Linked DNA regions of Oryzias latipes: region 1 is linked to region 2. A link is a contact called in public Hi-C data. All regions are on one chromosome and are shown on one strand. The core of a region is the stretch at or near the end of the contact, and the rest is flanking DNA. Distances in the headings are between cores, read along the strand shown.

Region 1 (4,275 bases), core at 976-3,475, 150 kb after region 2:
ATAGAGAAGTATGGCAAGCAAATTCCACGGCAAAAATCCTGACTCACAACTTTGAAATGTCATTGATTGTTTTTTTAATATTTGCTGAATTACACAAAACACATTTCTTTTAGACATTATTCAATCAAAACATCAGGAAAACTTTCCATATTCCTTTTTTTTTTACTTGTCCTGTCCAACAGCTGAGTGAGAAGATCAGAGCTCAAGGCCTCTTGTGTTGGATGTATATGTGTTGGATATAATTTACATTTTCAACAGGGTTTATAAATCTTCAGACAAACAGAGTATATTTGCATAAACCACTTTTGTATTTCAGGCTAAGCTTTATTTATAGTTACTATATTTATATGCATTCCTTGTTGGACCGGACAAAAAAAGAGAGAGAGAGAGAGAGATATTAGGATGCTAGAGATGGGGGTTAGGGGTTAAGACGGGGGAGACAGAGGGGGTGAGGGGGAAATCGATAAAACAGAGTCATAACATAAGAGTGTCATAAATAAAATGCACAGCTTAGTCCTCACATACACACACCCACAAACTATTTACGGGTTTTAAGTACCTTCATCTCAGAAGACTTCTGCACACAGACAGCTACACACACGCTAAGGAATAAGTAATGTTCTGTATCTGCAGCGAGACTGAAGTAGAACAGGAACTTGGAATTGTCCTTAACATTTAAATTCGTTTTAATCTGCCTCTCCCCCTTAGTATGATCTATGTTATTATATATTTTATATTGACTTTAATGTTTTGTAATGATTTTTTAATCAATTGTTATTTTAAATTATTTTAATTGATCACTCAACTACAAAAACCCATCAGGACACATGTCCCATAATGCATTGTTTTGTAGTCAATCGGGCAGCTTTCAGTCAGTGCAGTGCTAAATTTCCAGCTGTGTTCGCGTAGGTTGGCGCCTTGCTCCGCCCCTTTCTCGTGATATTTTTGTGATGATTGACAGGTGATGTTGGAGCAAAAACAAAAATACGTCTCACACCTGGTGATCTGTGCACATTTCGTCCACCTGGGTGATCTCAAACACGCTTATTGTGCATCTTGGCTGCACATTTTTGGTGTCGCCAACGTGAATTTCCATCCGTTTTTGAGCCTTTCTCTGATCTCAGGTATCTGTATCGATTGTTCTGATATCCAGTGAACAGCCCCAGTTATTTTACAAACCACAGTTTGAATTCAACTATTAAAATATAGGAGTGGCTGACCGGCTGCTCTACAATACCAGGGTTTAAATGTGCAAAAAGTCATAAAGAAAATCCAAAAATGGTTTCTGAATTTTGTTTCTCCTTTACTGATTTGTGGTTTAAAGAGTAAACTTAAAAAAAAAAAAAATTCAACACAGACTCAAAATTGGGAGCACATACTCTCTGACTTTTCAACCTTAAATTTCAATAAGGATAAGTCCAGTCCAGATTTTCTGACAATCATCTTTAATCACACTGAGGGTCTCAGTTTGAGAGGAAGTGCTGCCAAGTGTCCATAAGTAAGAAGAAGACAAGAGAAACCGTGTTCAGAAGAACCATTGATGGAGGTTACAGAACTGTAGAATTGGAGTCTTCTTTAGTGTTTAACAGTTATAATTCAATAGTGTTAACTGAACTGTGTTAATAAGAACATTTAAATTAGAAAACAGTAGATATAGAAGACTAAATAAACAGAAATGTATTACTGATTTATTTACTTATTGATTTATTTGTTTACGTATTTTATTTTATTGATTTAGAGTTTTATCAGTAAATTATCAGTTTTCTACAGAAATCAGTTAATATAGTATATATATATAGATATATAGTATTGTTAATAGCATAGTATACGTTCCATACAGATGTATTGGCTCTCAGACACTCACAAGTTGCGCGTGTGTGTGTGCGTTGAAGTTGTGGCCCTCCTTCAGCTAGACCCCGCCTTCAGTGGCCCCCGCTTTGGGCTCAACGCCCATATTTAATGCAATAAAACATTATTTTAGAGGCACAGTATTGAACGTGCTAGAACCCTGTTTGGAAGTGCGTTTTCTGCACACCATTTTTAAAACGTGCGTAAAAAAAAAACAGTGTTAATGTTTTTTTTTAATATAATTACCGGTCTTTTTGCACTTTTCCTGTTGATTTACGAAAGCTTTGCTTACCATACAAATCCGTTTTGGCGGGGTTTTTCCCAGGTGATTAATGATATCTTTCGCTTGCTGTACTCTACCTGTGCACACGCAGTGTGCCGGAACCGTGTGCGCGCGCGCGCGCAACTCACGCGCCGTCACAGAAACAGGAAGAGAGCTAAACACGGATGTGCGATGACCCACGCTGCGCGCGCGTAGCCACGGCCACGGTGTTTCATTGTACAGGACTTTACGGACACGCGAGAGCCACCGCCGTGCGTGGAAGGAGCACCGGCCGTGAGACCGTGAGACATGGGGACCCGAGGGACCGGCCGGAGGAGATCCATGAAGAAGGAGAAGACCACCGGGGAGGAGGAAGCTCTGACGCTCGTGTCGGCGCAGGTTCGGCGAGGGGGGGCAGACTTTTCACTTTTGCGGTAAAAGTTGTTTGAAGAGATGACAGACAGTAGAACTTCCGTTCGGGTCCGTGGAACCTTTCCACAGATCCAGTCTTTTGGGTCAGGGATGCTCGGAGCCTCTGGGGTCCTTCAGGGTTTTGGTCCATCTGGTTCAGGATTCTAGTCAGGACAAAAGCGTCTCAGAGTCGGACAGGATCGACTGGTTCCTGCCTGATGATCAGCAGATAGATAAGCTTCCTGATAGCCCGCGTTTCCATGTGGCCGTGGGCCAAATGTGTCCTTTTCTAACCCGCTTTAACGGAACCAGTTCCAACCTCCTTTCCAGTCCTCAGTTCTGCAGTGACTGAGTGAGATCAGGGTTTCAGGTGGGATCAAGGTCTAATTCTGGCACCAAGGCGTTGAATTCTGTTTCTATATCTCCTCTGGTCTTTGGATGGGTCCAGGTTTTCATCCATCCACAGCAGAAAAAGCAGAAAAGTTCTGCAGAACTTTTGCTGCCTTCACACTGATGCTGTCCCAGTGACTGCCACCAATAAAGAAGGAAGGGGCGTCGGTTTGAAAGAGTCATCGTGACAAAAACAGACAAATGAAACGATCAGGCAGATTACTGACAATAACAACACAGAACAAACTAAACCTCTCATTGAACCAGAAAACTATTGAGTCAGTGTTTGGGGCTTCTGGTATGAAAGTGTCTTAATGGTGGATGCTGTCAATCCAGCGCTAATGTATTCCACATCAAAACCGGGAATCAAAACCTCAAATCAGCCAGTAAAAATGCAGAAATTGAGAACCAAAACCCTGTAATCCCTAAACGAGATGTTGAGAAACCTTATAGGTTCTACAATAATGTACTTCTTGAAAAATATATTTGTTTAATCATAGTGGCAACTCTCGGACAATTACTCCCAGGTTTGACCTGATCGATCCTGGCACTGTTGTAAAAATCGACTATTTAATCCGTACAGGTCATGACATGAGCTGGAAACCGGCTAGCATTAAGCTAGCATTAATGCTAGCTTAATGCTGAGCTAACACAGGAGAACACTGTTTACCATGAATGGCTTGTCAACCAACGTCTTACTTTCTAAAATCTTTTTTCAGTAGCAGCTACTGGTGGAGCTCATCTGACCGTGCTGGCGTCCTCCGGTTACATAAAGTACCACCTTTGATGGTTTTTTAATATAGAAAAGATTTGAAAAACTTACAGTCTGTAACTGGTAGTGACGTAAGACTGAGTTATTCAGTAGCCAATGAGCTATTGGATGTCGGATGTCCTGCCTCCCCTCCCCTTGATTGATGTGTCACTGATTTGACCTGGTTTTAGAATCGCAACCACGAAAATAAAGCGCAACTCAAAAAAATACGCTTTCAGAATGGTGAGAAAACAAATCGGCAGCTGATAAATATGATTGTGCTTTGGGTTATATCTGTTGGTTGCAAATTATGGGTTTTGGGTCTCGATTTAAGCATTTTGATTAGCAGATTGGGGGTTTCGATGCATGGTTTTACGGTTTTGATACATTCGGCACTGAATGGAGACCATAAGAGTGGCCATCAATCCTATAGACCAGACAACTCTCACCAAAGCTCTGTAGGGCAAAGTTTTTAGTAACGGTCTTTTTTTCATGCTAATAAAAACCCAGCTGTCCCATTGTTCCATGTAGGAAATCTGCATTAACATTATTATATTCAGTACACATTAGGGCTGGGTTGAAAAAATCGATTAATCGATCTGAATCAATCCAA
Region 2 (4,280 bases), core at 674-3,173:
TTCCATGAAGCAAAATGAATCATGTTTTTGTTAATAAAAATGTCAGGGTTGTTCCAAATGGGGGTAAGTTTACATGGAAATAATGTGAGGTTGTTTTTTTTAAGAAAATCCCACCAGGCTGTTAAGGATGAGCTGATGTTTAAACTTCTGAAGCATTTGTGTTGTTTAATTTTAGAACTGAAGAAAGGTAAATTAGAAATATCTAGGTTATCACAGAGATTTTGTTCAATGTCTAGCCAGGATTCATCCAGCACACCAGGATTCAGCCATTTTTGTACATAACACAATCTGTTCGCGGAGTAGTAGTCCTGGAAGTCTGGAAGGCCTAGTCCTCCTCTATCTTTAGGTTTTTTAATAGTTTTTAAACTAATCCGTGGGGGTTTACCTTCCCAGAGGTATTGGGAAATGAATGAGTCTAATGATTTGAACCAAGTAGTTGGAGGTTTGGAAGGAATCATTGAAAATAGGTAGTTAATTTTTGGGAGAATCATCATTTTTATGGCTGCAACTCTCCCGATTAGAGAAATGGGTAGAGTTTTCCATCTAGTGAGATCAGCCTCGGTTGTTTTAAGTAGTTGGGTGTGGTTTAGCTTGAGTAGATCAGAAAGCCTAGAGGAGATATTTATACCTAAGTACTTTATGTTGCCTGTTTGTATTTTAATAGATGACGGATTTAGATAATTGCAATTAATTGGTAAAATTGTGCTTTTAGACCAGTTTATGGAGTATTCTGAAACTGAGGAAAATCTATTAATTAGGGAGATGATTTGGCAGATGGAAGATTGTGAATTAGGAGTAAATAGTAAACATCATCTGCATAAAGTCTTATTTTGTGTTTTAAATTTTTGGTTTGAATGCCTTCAACAGTCCAATGGTTTTTGATGGACCTGCTGCATCTGCACGTTCATGTGGCGTCTCATGTTTAGTGGCCACCGGCTCCCTCTGGTCAAGTTTTACCACCAGCTCTCTTGGAACTGGATATAGGCCGCTCTAAACAGACGCAAAGATTCGCTGTGAAAATGCCTGAGCTTGTTTGGCTCCATGCTTGTGAGAGAAGACATTCTCTGTTATGAACTTAAATAAGAACCGCGTGAGGACGGGACTGAGGGTCTGTCACTAGGGGGGCAGTCTTTGAGCCAGATCTGACCTTTCTGCTGCAATCGAGATCTCAGTATCAGCATCCCATTAGTGCAGGGAAGTTCTTTATTCAGTCTTCTGTAGTGAATCATTTCTAAAATGGCAGTTTGTGTGTGTGTGTGTGTTAAAAGTACAGAGGTTTGTACTGAAAGAGAAAACAGTTTGTGTTAAGTTTTCCTGTTCAAACAGTTTAAATCTAGAAGTTCACGTTGAGCATTTAACAGTGAATAAAACTTAACATTTCATAGGAACCCAAATGTATTGTTGATCAACTTTTATTTTGCGGGCAGACCTTTTATTTTATTTGTAGTCTTCAAATGTGGAATTCACAGTCAATTTGGTTCATATTTATTTAATGAAAATATTACTGCAATAAAACTGTACATTCAACTGTTCATTTGCATCATTTGAATTTAATCTTATTAAAATAGTTCAAGAATTCAGGTCGAATCTAGTCAGCCAACAATTGTTCAAGTTCTCCCACCTAAAAAGATGAGAGGCCTGTAATTTTCATGATAGGTAGGTAAACCTCAACTATGAGAAACAAGATGAGAAAAAATCCTCGTTTGAATTTTTTCCATGTTATTTTGGAAACTGGCAGCACAGAAAGAGAAAGGATTGTTTCCTTGGATTTTGTAAGAGAAACTGTTCAGGGTAGTTGTTACAGAAAATATTTTTTTACGCCTGTAGATGGTGGCAGTATGACACGACAGTCTTCTTTCTTCTTGGAAGAAAGCCATACATTTAAACTCCGTCCAGCAGGGGGCAGTGTGTGTCGCTCCCCCGGAAGCTCTACTTTGAATCCCTACAACAGAAGAAGCTCCGGCGCTTCGGCTAGGCGTCATCATGCCTACAGCTGTGACTATGGAGGAAAGCTTTGATAAATTACAGGAGCAATGCGAGGCGCAGGAGCTTGAGGTGAGGAGCAGACGCTTCCGGGTGATGCGGGGAAGTGGGCCGCTGACGCGTCTGCGGCAGCGCGACGCCTCGGCTGTTTTAGCCACGGCCGAGGCTAATGATGCTAGCTAGCGCCGATGTAACTGTCAGGACGCTCCGGCTCCTAGCCGTCGCTAACGGAACGTCGTTGGCAGAACGAACAGAAAGACTCAGCGATGTGTGCAGACGCGGGATCCGCTCTGCTGTCGATTCTAAGCGCAATCTGTGGGATATCCCGGTGTAGAAATGTCGTTAAAACTGTCTTCAGTTAGCCTCTGGCTTTACTACATTCAAAACTAGAAAGGAAAGATCAACGTCCGCGCATGCTCAGACTAACTCGCTTCTCCTGTCTCCCCCGTTGCCCCTCCCCGCTCTGCTGTTGCTAGGCGCCAGGAGGCATCGCCACCCCGCAGGTGTACGCGCAGCTGCTGGCCCTCTACCTGCTCCACAACGACATGTGGGTGAAGCGCGCGCGTGCGCGCTCCCGCGAGCCTCTGGAAGATGCATCGATTTGTCTTGAAAAAACGAGGCCTTCCTCTGAATAGATTTTCCACAGAAAGAATTCTAAGAGTTTCTGAATGTTTCAGGTTTTCAAAAGTCTTTTTTTCCCAGCCTCCTTTGAGGTTAATCCTTTTTTTGTTGTTGTTGTTCAGCATCATTACACTCACAAGTGTTCAAGCATAGCAATGCACTGACTGCATTCAAACCGGACAACAAAAGAGAAAGACGAACTAGAGCCAGTGTTCAGGGAAGTCCTTTAGCGTTCACTCAGAAGGGTTCTTCACACCACAAGGCTTTAAAACATGTCTATCTTTAAAAAAAGAGAGACTAAGATTTTGTACAGCTTTGTTTGTGTTCGGTTGAATCCCATTTTTGCTGCCTGCAGCTGCATGTCTCATCTCAAATGTCCTCTTTATGTCTTTCTGTTGAATTGCGTCTAACAGGAACAATGCCAGGTATCTATGGAAGCGAGTTCCACAAGTAATCAAATCGGTGAGTAATCACAAGGCCTTTTTTTCCCCTTTATTTCATGAAAAGTACCAGTTGCTCTCCACTTCTTCTACTGATGTCACTGTTCTCTTTCTATGCTGCTAATAGTCTGACTGGCTTCAGTCGTAGACACTCCTGATGTTTGTCTGTCTTAAAAACGGCACCGTATTCAGGTGTTAGTCCACCTACAGGGGTTTTTAGAGCCCCTGCCTTCATGAAACGGTGCGGGAACATGGACTTGTCTTTCTGTGATCCATTCAGGCGAACCCCGAGCTCACAGCGATCTGGACCGTAGGCCAGCACATTTGGCAGAGAGACTTTCCAGGGATCTACTCAGCCATTGAAGCTCACCAGTGGTCGGAAAACATCCTCCCAGTCATGGAGGCCCTTCGAGGTAATTACAAAAATCAGGACTTGATTTAAGTTCTTTAAGATGATCTGATCATTTCTTCTACAAACCACTAATTAAGGCAAAGTTAGTACTGTTCATACATTGTGCTCTGGGGTTGGTGTGGAACAGGAAGCTCCTCTTGTGGGTTTGCTAAAGTGACTTCAGGATTTTCATTGGATAAGAAATACCCCAGTTGGACTTTGTGACAGCTGAAGGGCCAATTGTGATGCTTTATGTCCACTTTATGGAATATTTGCTTATTTTCTTACACGCTCAGTTTTTGATACGGATGGATTTTCTTACGGCTTTTATTCTGACGGGCTGAAGACTGAGGTGTTGCTGTCATGTGATGTTTGTGCCAGAGTTTAAGAATAGCTTCTCTGGGTGTTTATGGTGCTTGCTGTTGATCTGCCATTCATGCTGAAAAACAGACAGTCATGACACTCTTGGGTAACATCTGCTGAGGACACGGGGCTCACACACCAACATGATCTTTATCCAGTGCCAAAGTATTCACATTACATGTTTTTACTGTATTAGGACACTATGTCTTCTACATTTAATTATTTGCAAGAGAAAATACTTGAAAGATGTGTCTGTAGTTCTTCACATGGTCTTACATTGTTGCCCTTGATTGACATCCTGTGTATTTTACTTTTTGTTAAAGTTAGAATAGAATAATTATAGTCATTGTCATTTAAAATGCTCACTGGTCAGTTCGCTCTGTTTCCAAAAACATAATAAAATATAAGTAATACTTAAAAGTAGGTATAAGAATACAAAGCCCTTTATTATGTGATAAGCCCTTGAAATATAAAACCCTGAG

The links. A called contact is a pair of places that touch in the nucleus more often than the background predicts.
Region 1: a contact with region 2 is called in a Hi-C map of embryo, with 2.0 times the contacts expected there. The contact joins the promoter of LOC101161519 here to the promoter of cops8 in region 2. A contact is called at or near these places in 2 of 5 Hi-C or Micro-C datasets (embryo and fibroblasts).

The regions. Positions count from the first base shown.
Region 1 is chr21:1,488,739-1,493,013 of ASM223467v1, forward strand. It overlaps LOC101161519 (leucine-rich repeat flightless-interacting protein 1), which reads left to right and starts at 2,226. Exons shown (of 10, transcript XM_011489183.3): 1 at 2,226-2,509. The coding sequence starts at 2,420.
Region 2 is chr21:1,339,339-1,343,618 of ASM223467v1, forward strand. cops8 (COP9 signalosome complex subunit 8) reads left to right here and starts at 1,924. Exons shown (of 7, transcript XM_004081374.4): 1 at 1,924-2,055; 2 at 2,460-2,530; 3 at 3,018-3,066; 4 at 3,325-3,457. The coding sequence starts at 1,984.